2 separate regions of the Hordeum vulgare genome follow, and region 1 is linked to region 2. A link is a contact called in public Hi-C data. All regions are on one chromosome and are shown on one strand. Each heading gives the region's core, a stretch centred on a gene start, on an enhancer-like site or on the middle of the called end of the contact. The rest is flanking DNA. Distances are from core to core; before and after follow the strand shown. Region 1 holds the start of LOC123401198 (probable RNA-dependent RNA polymerase 1). Region 2 holds the start of LOC123401429 (microtubule-associated protein 70-2).

The links. A called contact is a pair of places that touch in the nucleus more often than the background predicts.
Region 1: a Hi-C map of leaf shows a contact between it and region 2, with 5 times the contacts expected there. The contact joins the promoter of LOC123401198 here to the promoter of LOC123401429 in region 2. A contact is called at or near these places in 2 of 6 Hi-C or Micro-C datasets (both in leaf).

The regions. Positions count from the first base shown.
Region 1 is chr6H:496,037,371-496,041,267 of MorexV3_pseudomolecules_assembly, forward strand. LOC123401198 (probable RNA-dependent RNA polymerase 1) reads left to right here and starts at 2,311. Exons shown (of 5, transcript XM_045094933.1): 1 at 2,311-2,571; 2 at 3,521-3,897. The coding sequence starts at 3,541.
Region 2 is chr6H:495,670,409-495,674,356 of MorexV3_pseudomolecules_assembly, forward strand. It overlaps LOC123401429 (microtubule-associated protein 70-2), which reads left to right and starts at 1,873. Exons shown (of 11, transcript XM_045095238.1): 1 at 1,873-2,231; 2 at 2,353-2,438. The coding sequence starts at 2,069.

The DNA of each region.
Region 1 (3,897 bases), core at 1,061-3,560, 370 kb after region 2:
TTATGCTTCATATGTATGCTAGCCTGCTATTTTCTTATCTCAACTCTGAATATTCATATGACCTATGCTTATGCATCTCTTGTTAATATGGAGCTGGGTGATTCTATATGATATATGGCCACAACGATGCAGCTTGCGTTGGATCACAATAGATCATATGCACAGGTAATTATTAAGTGTTTAAGTATTTACTAGCAAAAAGGGTCCGTGCTTTGCAACGGGAGAAAAAAATACCACACGCTTTTAATCTTTTTATAATCATTTTGATTTATTAAAATAATAAGTTAACTAACTAATGTAGTCAGTCCTATCCTATTTTGTTGAGAAATCAACCCGTTCATTGTTAATTCTACCATGATGAGAAATTGAGCGGGACAAGCAAAGCAAAACAAAGAGGCTACGTGAATTGATCAATGGACTGTTATCTTATTTCACTTATGGGGTAGAGAATGTGGGATCAGATGACAAACTGAAGGTGGTGTTCCATTCTCTCTCTCTACAACAATGCAATCTTACATTCAATACATTCATTCATCAGCAAACAAATTCCCACAAAACAAAATTTCTTGCCGGTGCTTGGCACACGGTTGGAGGCATGGGGAGGGATCTCACCTGATGATGAGTTCCTGTGGGAGGACGGGATACGATGAGGGGAGCAAGGGTTAGGCGCCTCTATCTGGTCATAAGGAGTCGCCGTTGCCGCGCCATAACCTTAGAGTTCCCCGTGTGAGCCATGGAGGCCCGTCTCCACCTGCAAGTACCTCGCTCCGCCGCGCCTTATCCGCGCGCCGCCGCCGTTCTGCAGCGAGCAGACGCATCATCCCAAGTCGTTGTAGCTGTCGCGTTGATTTGATCCAGAAGCTGTGCTCGAGCGTCGAAACGGGAGCAGCAAGCGCGCAGAGGTACGACCGCGGAGGCGGGTGGGTTGAGATCGACAACAGTTGTGGTTGAGGTCGGCCGCGGCGGCGAGTGGTGTGGCAGCGGCCTGGGCACATGCCAGGGTGGACCAGGATCGACGCGATGCGCTCGAGCGCCGCAATGGGGGCAGTGAGCGGGGAGAGGTACAGCCGCGGATGCGGGTGGGTTGAGATCGGCAGCGGTGGCGGTTGAGGTCGGCCGCGGCGGCGAGTGGTGTGGCGGCAGCCTGGACACAGGCCAGGGTGGCCCAGGATCGACGGGAGGAGGCGATACGTACGGGTATAATTTTTGCAGCGAATCGTTTTTCCTTTTGCGTTGCAGATAAATGATGAAGCGCGAGTTGAAAAACAAAAATTACAGGGTCTTTTTATAAAAATATCGTGATGGGTTTTCCGACGAAAGCAATAGCCGATTTATTATTAGGTATAGATATAGATATAGATGTAGACGAACATGTTCAATCAGTTTCTCTAATACATGCCATGTGTCCCTGTAGCCATCCATGGATATTTTAAAGCGTGAATGCAGAAAAAAGTTTTCTACATGCATGCACGTATTTGCTTTTTTTCTACGTACAAGTGTTGCCCTCTTACAAATTTGGATCCTTCACGGAAGTTTGTAGGTGCTTTTCTCGAAACCTACATGTACCTAGGTGCTTTTCATTTAAGTTTCTAGGAGCGTACGTGGTTTTGTTGGCTTGGTGCCCTTATTTTCCCCTTTTTCAGCGTGTCCTTTAAGGACTCACGTTGATCATCTTGGTTATACAATACACGTAACAGACTTGTATGATCGGTTCTGTTCCAAAAAAAGCTTGTACGATCAGGTTATTTAGGCAGGATTGAGTCTAGCACGTGGGAGTCAAAAAATAATTTTGTTATGTGGGCAGTTAAATCTAGGCCGTTCAAAAAACATAACCTAAAGTAATAAATCTTCACCGTTTGTTTTGCGTACGGATATAATTTTTGCAGCGAATCGTTTTTTCTTTTGCGTTGCAGATAAATGATGAAGCGCGGGTTGAATAACAAAAATTACAGGGTTTTTTTATAAAAATATTACGGTGGGTTTTCCGACGGAAGCAATAGCCGCTTTATTATTAGGTATAGATTACAGCCAGCCTTACAGCCAACCAAAAAGCCATTCTATTGTATGAATGAAGGCTTTAGGTGATGTGGCAACGGGTTATAGCCAGCAGCCGGCTGTGCTATTAACCTTGCTCTTATACACCGAGACGGAGGGAGTACTAGATTGCCTGCCAATATGAAGATTTCGGAGCGCAATTAACGAGCCTTGGACATATCCGGTCCCATTCCATTCCTTTCCAACCCGCATCCCCCGGCCCCACGAACCCAGTCGCTTTAAATGCTACGTGCACATTGACCGACACTCCTCCAGTCAGTCTCTCCTCCTCGCCTCCGCCTCGGCGACAAAACCATCGGGCAGTCGTCGCCTCCGCCCCTCGCCCATCCATCTTCCCGGGTTCCCTCCCCGCCAGATCCACCGGACCCCCGCCGCCGCTCGCCGCTCTCCGCTCTCCGCCTCGCAACCTGCTGCGCCGGGGGCGACGGGAGCGAGCGGCAGACAAAAAGCCATTCCAGCCGCCGGTCCTGGGCTGGGGTGGGGCCGGCTTCACCCCCTCCTATCCTTCTGCCGCTGGTAAGGAACCCTAGCTCGGTCGGACGGATCGTCCCCGCGAGTGCGTTGCGCCGTTGGGGGTTCCATCCTTTCTCTTTGCTCTGCTGTGGCATTGAGCAGCCGGGGCCCGGATCGTTCGCAGTTTGCTCGCTTCGTCCGCGGCTCCGTTAGGTTCTCGTTCTTCCTCCGCAGCGCGCGAGATCGATCAGAGTTTTCTTTGTCTAGGTTAGATCGATCACAGTTTCTGCGATGGGATTTGGTGCCCAGGCTCGGGCGCGGCTTGTTTTCCTGAATTTTGGGGGATCCGACTAAACCCCCCACCCAAACCCCCACGCTCGGCCCGCCCCTGCTTTGCCAGTAACAGAGGAGGTTGTTGCATTTCTTCTCGGAACGAATAAACAGGCCAGGTGAAGAAGCGTAGCGGGTGTAGAGGACGGGGGAAATGCACGTCCCTGGTTGTTTTTATCGACAAATCTTTGGGGATCGCCTATTCTTTGCCGTTGACCTTTTGAGCGGTTCTTGGTTTCTTGCTTTACCCGAGCTGACTGTTTGCTAGTGCCTGATGAAGTGGGATGCCTCTTCTTTTGGCGGCATGTTTATGCTACTGCATTGTGATGGGATTTGTGATACTGCAGTTTCCAGTTTTGGGTGAAACCGCTGTATACGGACGTACGGATCTACTAGTACTTAGTTTTAAGTATATAAGTAATATACTATACTAGTACCAGTGTTTGACATTCCTTAGATTCCTTACTTCTTTATTAGTTTCGAGATCAAAATAAAAGAACTCATATGTAAAACTGCAACATGGATTTCTTCCGGGAAAGACTACAATAAAAGCTGGACATAGGATAGAAAAATAGAAAAAAAGAAGTCCTGAACACGTAGAAGACCTGACATATATATGCAGATCTGTCTATGCTTTCCAGTGACTGACTGTTTTTCTAATCATGATTATGCACTGCTGTAGTTTTGATATGCCCCGTCACCATGGGCGGCAAGACTATTCAGGTGTCAGGGTTTCCTTCAACTGTCAATGCTGACCATGTCAAGGATTTGTTGGAACAAATTGTTGGCACTGGCAACGTCTTTGCGGTCAAGCTCAGGCCTCCCAAGAACATCTCTGCAAACTCAAGATCTTTTGCCATTGTTCAGTTCCAGTCTGAGGCACATGCTTCGCTGGTGTTGAATGCGGCCCAACGGAATGCACTTAGGAGCGGAAGTCATTATCTGAAGGCCCGATATGCAGAGCGTGACATTGTTCCGAGACCAAGAACTACGATTTTTAATCTACAGGGTGCAAAACTGCATTTTGGCTGTCTTCTGAAGGAAAGAGTTCTATCTGTT
Region 2 (3,948 bases), core at 623-3,122:
CTTCACTAGTGAACATCATGTGACTCCGATCCATATTACCACCATTGTTTACACCTCCACCATTTACCGCTTTCATTTACTTTTTCGTTGCAATCACTATCAGTATTCCCGCTTGTGTTTTGATCCTTTGCAAACTACAAGGCCGGAGAGATTGAGAACCTCTCTGTACTCGTCGGGAGCAAAGTTATTTGTTGTGTGTGCAGGTCCACGTCTTCTGCTAGCGCCAGAGCAACGGACACCTACTTGTTGATCCACGGAGTCCTCCTGGTTCAATAAACCTTACAGTCCCCGTGTAAGGGAAATCTGCTGCTGACTACATCTCCACCTTCCACTTGGGGTAATCAACAAGGGGCGAGAAGTATATCCATCAACTCGTCATCAGTAGAGCAGCGGTACAACCCCGTGTACGATGTAGACTCCCCCGAATGGGAGGTTTGGTTTGTGTGGGAGCACGAGGAGCAGCGCCGGTGTGAGGTCCGCGACGTGGTGGCTGGACCTCCGTCGCCCCTCGTCGTGCGCGAAGAGAGTGAGGAGGCGGAGGCCGCGTACCAGAATCCGTTGGCGGTTGTCGTGCGTGCAAGTGAGGAGGAAGCACGCCTCAAGGAGGAGGAGGAGGAGGAGACTTACCAGGCGCATATGGCGGAGGCCATGGCGCTTTTCGCTGCACGTGACTCCATCGTGCCGCCGTTAGCCCCGCCGTTCCCCGCCAATGCCGAGCCAGGGCCGCTGGCCCTCAAGTCCGAGCAGTATGTCTGGGACGGGGTGGTGCGCGAATGGGTCGGCGTGTCACCCGTCTAGTTTGGTGCGACACCGAAGCAGGAGACGACCTACCTGGAGCACCGGCGGCAGCGACGGCTGGCGGAGGAGCGTGTAGAGGGCCAACAGCTCGAGTGCGAGGCCGAAGCTGAGGAGGAGGAGCGTCGTGTTGCCCAGTCAACGCCGGTGCAGCCACCGGCGAACGACGTCACCGCCGTGTGGAAGAGGGCCTCCCCTGGGCTGGCCCGGCACCAACGCTCGTCGACCTCACCGGCCCTGACGACGAGGAGGAGGAGGACGCCTAGGGCAGCGCGCCTCCTCGGTTTTAGCGTACTTAAAGTTTTTATTTATTGTAATGTGAACTCGTAGGACTATCGCGGGCCTTTGAGGCCGGCATTAATGTTTAACTAACTTTTTTATATTTTCAAAATATTTATTATGTTTTTTTGTCACCTAAAAATGAGTCATGATCGTATTGGACGCGAGCACCGGCCCAATCATAAAAACGGACAAGAGTGTCCGCCGGGACGAGCCAAACAGATAAAATACGGACAAACCGCGTCCGTTTGGATCACGCGGTTGTAGTTGCTCTAATTCAGACGGAGGTAGTAGTTTGCTTTGTTGAGGACATGTACAATGCATAGCCTCAAGGTGATGACCCATATGCCACGTAGGATCGGATGTGAGAAAAAGTAGTTTCACATAAGGAAGCGAGATTCTTTCGAGGAGGCGGGTGCTTGAAGAGAAAAATGTATGGTCCAGTGTAAAAAGATGAAAAATTTAGAGTGGAAAATAAAGATGCATATGCATTAGAGTTTTTATTTTTTGATGAGGCATCCTGATGATAGCTTGTATTGAAGAATTTTTTTAATATAAATGCCTCATTGTCATGAAACATCTGTATTCATATGCCATCATTGTACATGCCCTGAGTCATTTGTATCCATATACTCCGTATGTCATAATTCTACATGGCCTCTCATGCTCATATGTGACCTCCCCCTCCCACCTCTCGGGCCGCTGGCCCAACGGTTAATTAGCTCGGCTTTAAGCTAATCACTGTCGAAAAGCCGACGCTTTAAATCCCCCGAACACCGCCCCCTCACCCTCTCCGCTATTCAAACACGCTCGAGCAAGACAACAAACAACACGCGAAGCAAAGCAAAAGCAAAGCAGAGCCCCGACGCCGCGGCTAGGGTTCCCCACCCCCGGACGGCATTGCGGCCACCGTCGCCGCCGGCGGACCCGGAGCTCGCGGCCGCGGGGCGCGCGATTTGGATGGTGGGCTGAGGCGCCGGTGCCCAGATCTGAGATGGCCGACGGCGGCGAGGAGGGGAATGCGTCGGCACAGAGGGGCTCCTCGCGCAGGCGCGGGGCGGCGCAGGTGGGCCTGGACGCCGACGAGCTCCTCACGCTGATGCACGGCTCGGATCCCGTCAAGGTCGAGCTCAACCGGCTCGAGAACGAAGTCAGGGGTGAGTTCGGTTCGCGGCTCGCCGTACCTCTGGTTCACGCTCGTGTCGTGGGAATGGGCTGCCGCCGCCCTCTCGAATCCTACTTACGGGGGAATGGTTGGTGTTTTTGGTGTGGTCTTAGACAAGGATAGGGAGCTGGGCGAGGCGCAGGCGGAGATTAAGGCGCTGCGCCTGTCGGAGAGGGCGCGGGAGAAGGCCGTCGAGGAGGTAAATCCCCAAGCCTGCTTCTGATTCTTGCCTTGTTTTTCTACGACCATTTCTTTCAGTTTCGAGCTTGGAATAGTGTCGGTGCAATAGAATTTATAGCCAAATAGGAGATTTTGGGGGCATATTTGCTCGATGGGGAGGTTAGTCTGGCAGAGTGTCAGGGACAAGATATATTAATCTTCCCCTTGTTTTTGGTGGACATTATTTTGTCCGATTCATGGATTCGGAGGATTCTGTCTATCGATTGCGGCATACTGAAACTCTGAAAGTTCAACATAAGCTTACTGTTTTACTCAACATGTAACAAGACTGAATGTGATTTGTTTTTTTTCCCTGTTAGGCTGTGCTTTTTTTCTTCTTTGTTTCTTTTTGGCTGCGCTTGATGTGAGTATATATGTAACAGCATGTTTGCTTGTTATACTGTCTCATTATTTTTTCCATCTTATACTCTGGTTGTCTTGTTCATTGTTAGATGGTACTAGTGAATCAGAGTGTTATGACCGTTCACGCAGGGCTATGAAGTCCCTGTCTTTTGCAGTAGATTTTCAAGATATGTTTGAGCTAAACCAACTCGAAGAATGTGTGAGGTCGCCAGGAGGGCAAGAGCTAAATGAAGCTGCCCCTGTCTTAGTTCATAGAATTGATTCCCATTACCCTTGTTCTGAAGCTGTACTTTTGCAAGTGCTAACATCTGTGGCACTCAAAGCAATTTTGATGCTGAGTGCTATTAGATATTTTGATGTTCTGTACTTCAATCCTGGTTGCAATATCTGGTGTTTAGTTTGCATGTTTGTTGAGCCTGCTCAGTGCCCACTCAAATTTCTTAATATACACAAGGGATGAATATGATGTACAAATTGCTCTAGATACGATGAGCAAACTGCAATAACCAATACTTGGAGGTATCGAGGATTCAAGGTTAATTCCTTGCCTTGATTTTCGGGATTCCTTAGGTGCTGCCACAAGACAAATATCCTGTCAGTGCAATTTAACTTCATCTTATTATTGGCATAATGTCAGAGGAAATCTCGCAATGTTACAGTCTTTAAAAAATGTATCATCTTGAAAACATGGATTTGAATATAAAATTTGAATTGGAGGCGTGTGAATTTACAATTGCTAAATATTTTAATTTGTATTTTTTTTAAAGATTTGATGAAGGAAAAATGACGGTTACATGATTTCATCTAAATGATGGTCAATTTGGAGTAGGCATATATGTTGCCTATTATAATTTAGGTATTTTAGAATCTTCAAAATGCTTGGATATTTTGTTCAAATAAATGTTTTTTTGTGAAAAATAGTATGTTGTTTTCTTAGAATTCATTTTGAAAATTCGGACACATTTTATCATAACTTTAGAAGTATTGAACAGCTACAAATTTTGTAGAGCTACGTAAATTTTGGCTGCTGACTTGGGGATCCCACATGACAGATATGTATATCTTTCAGACTCCGTTTCATACAAACGAACTGATGGATGTGAGGTGTATTGAAACGTTTATGTAAA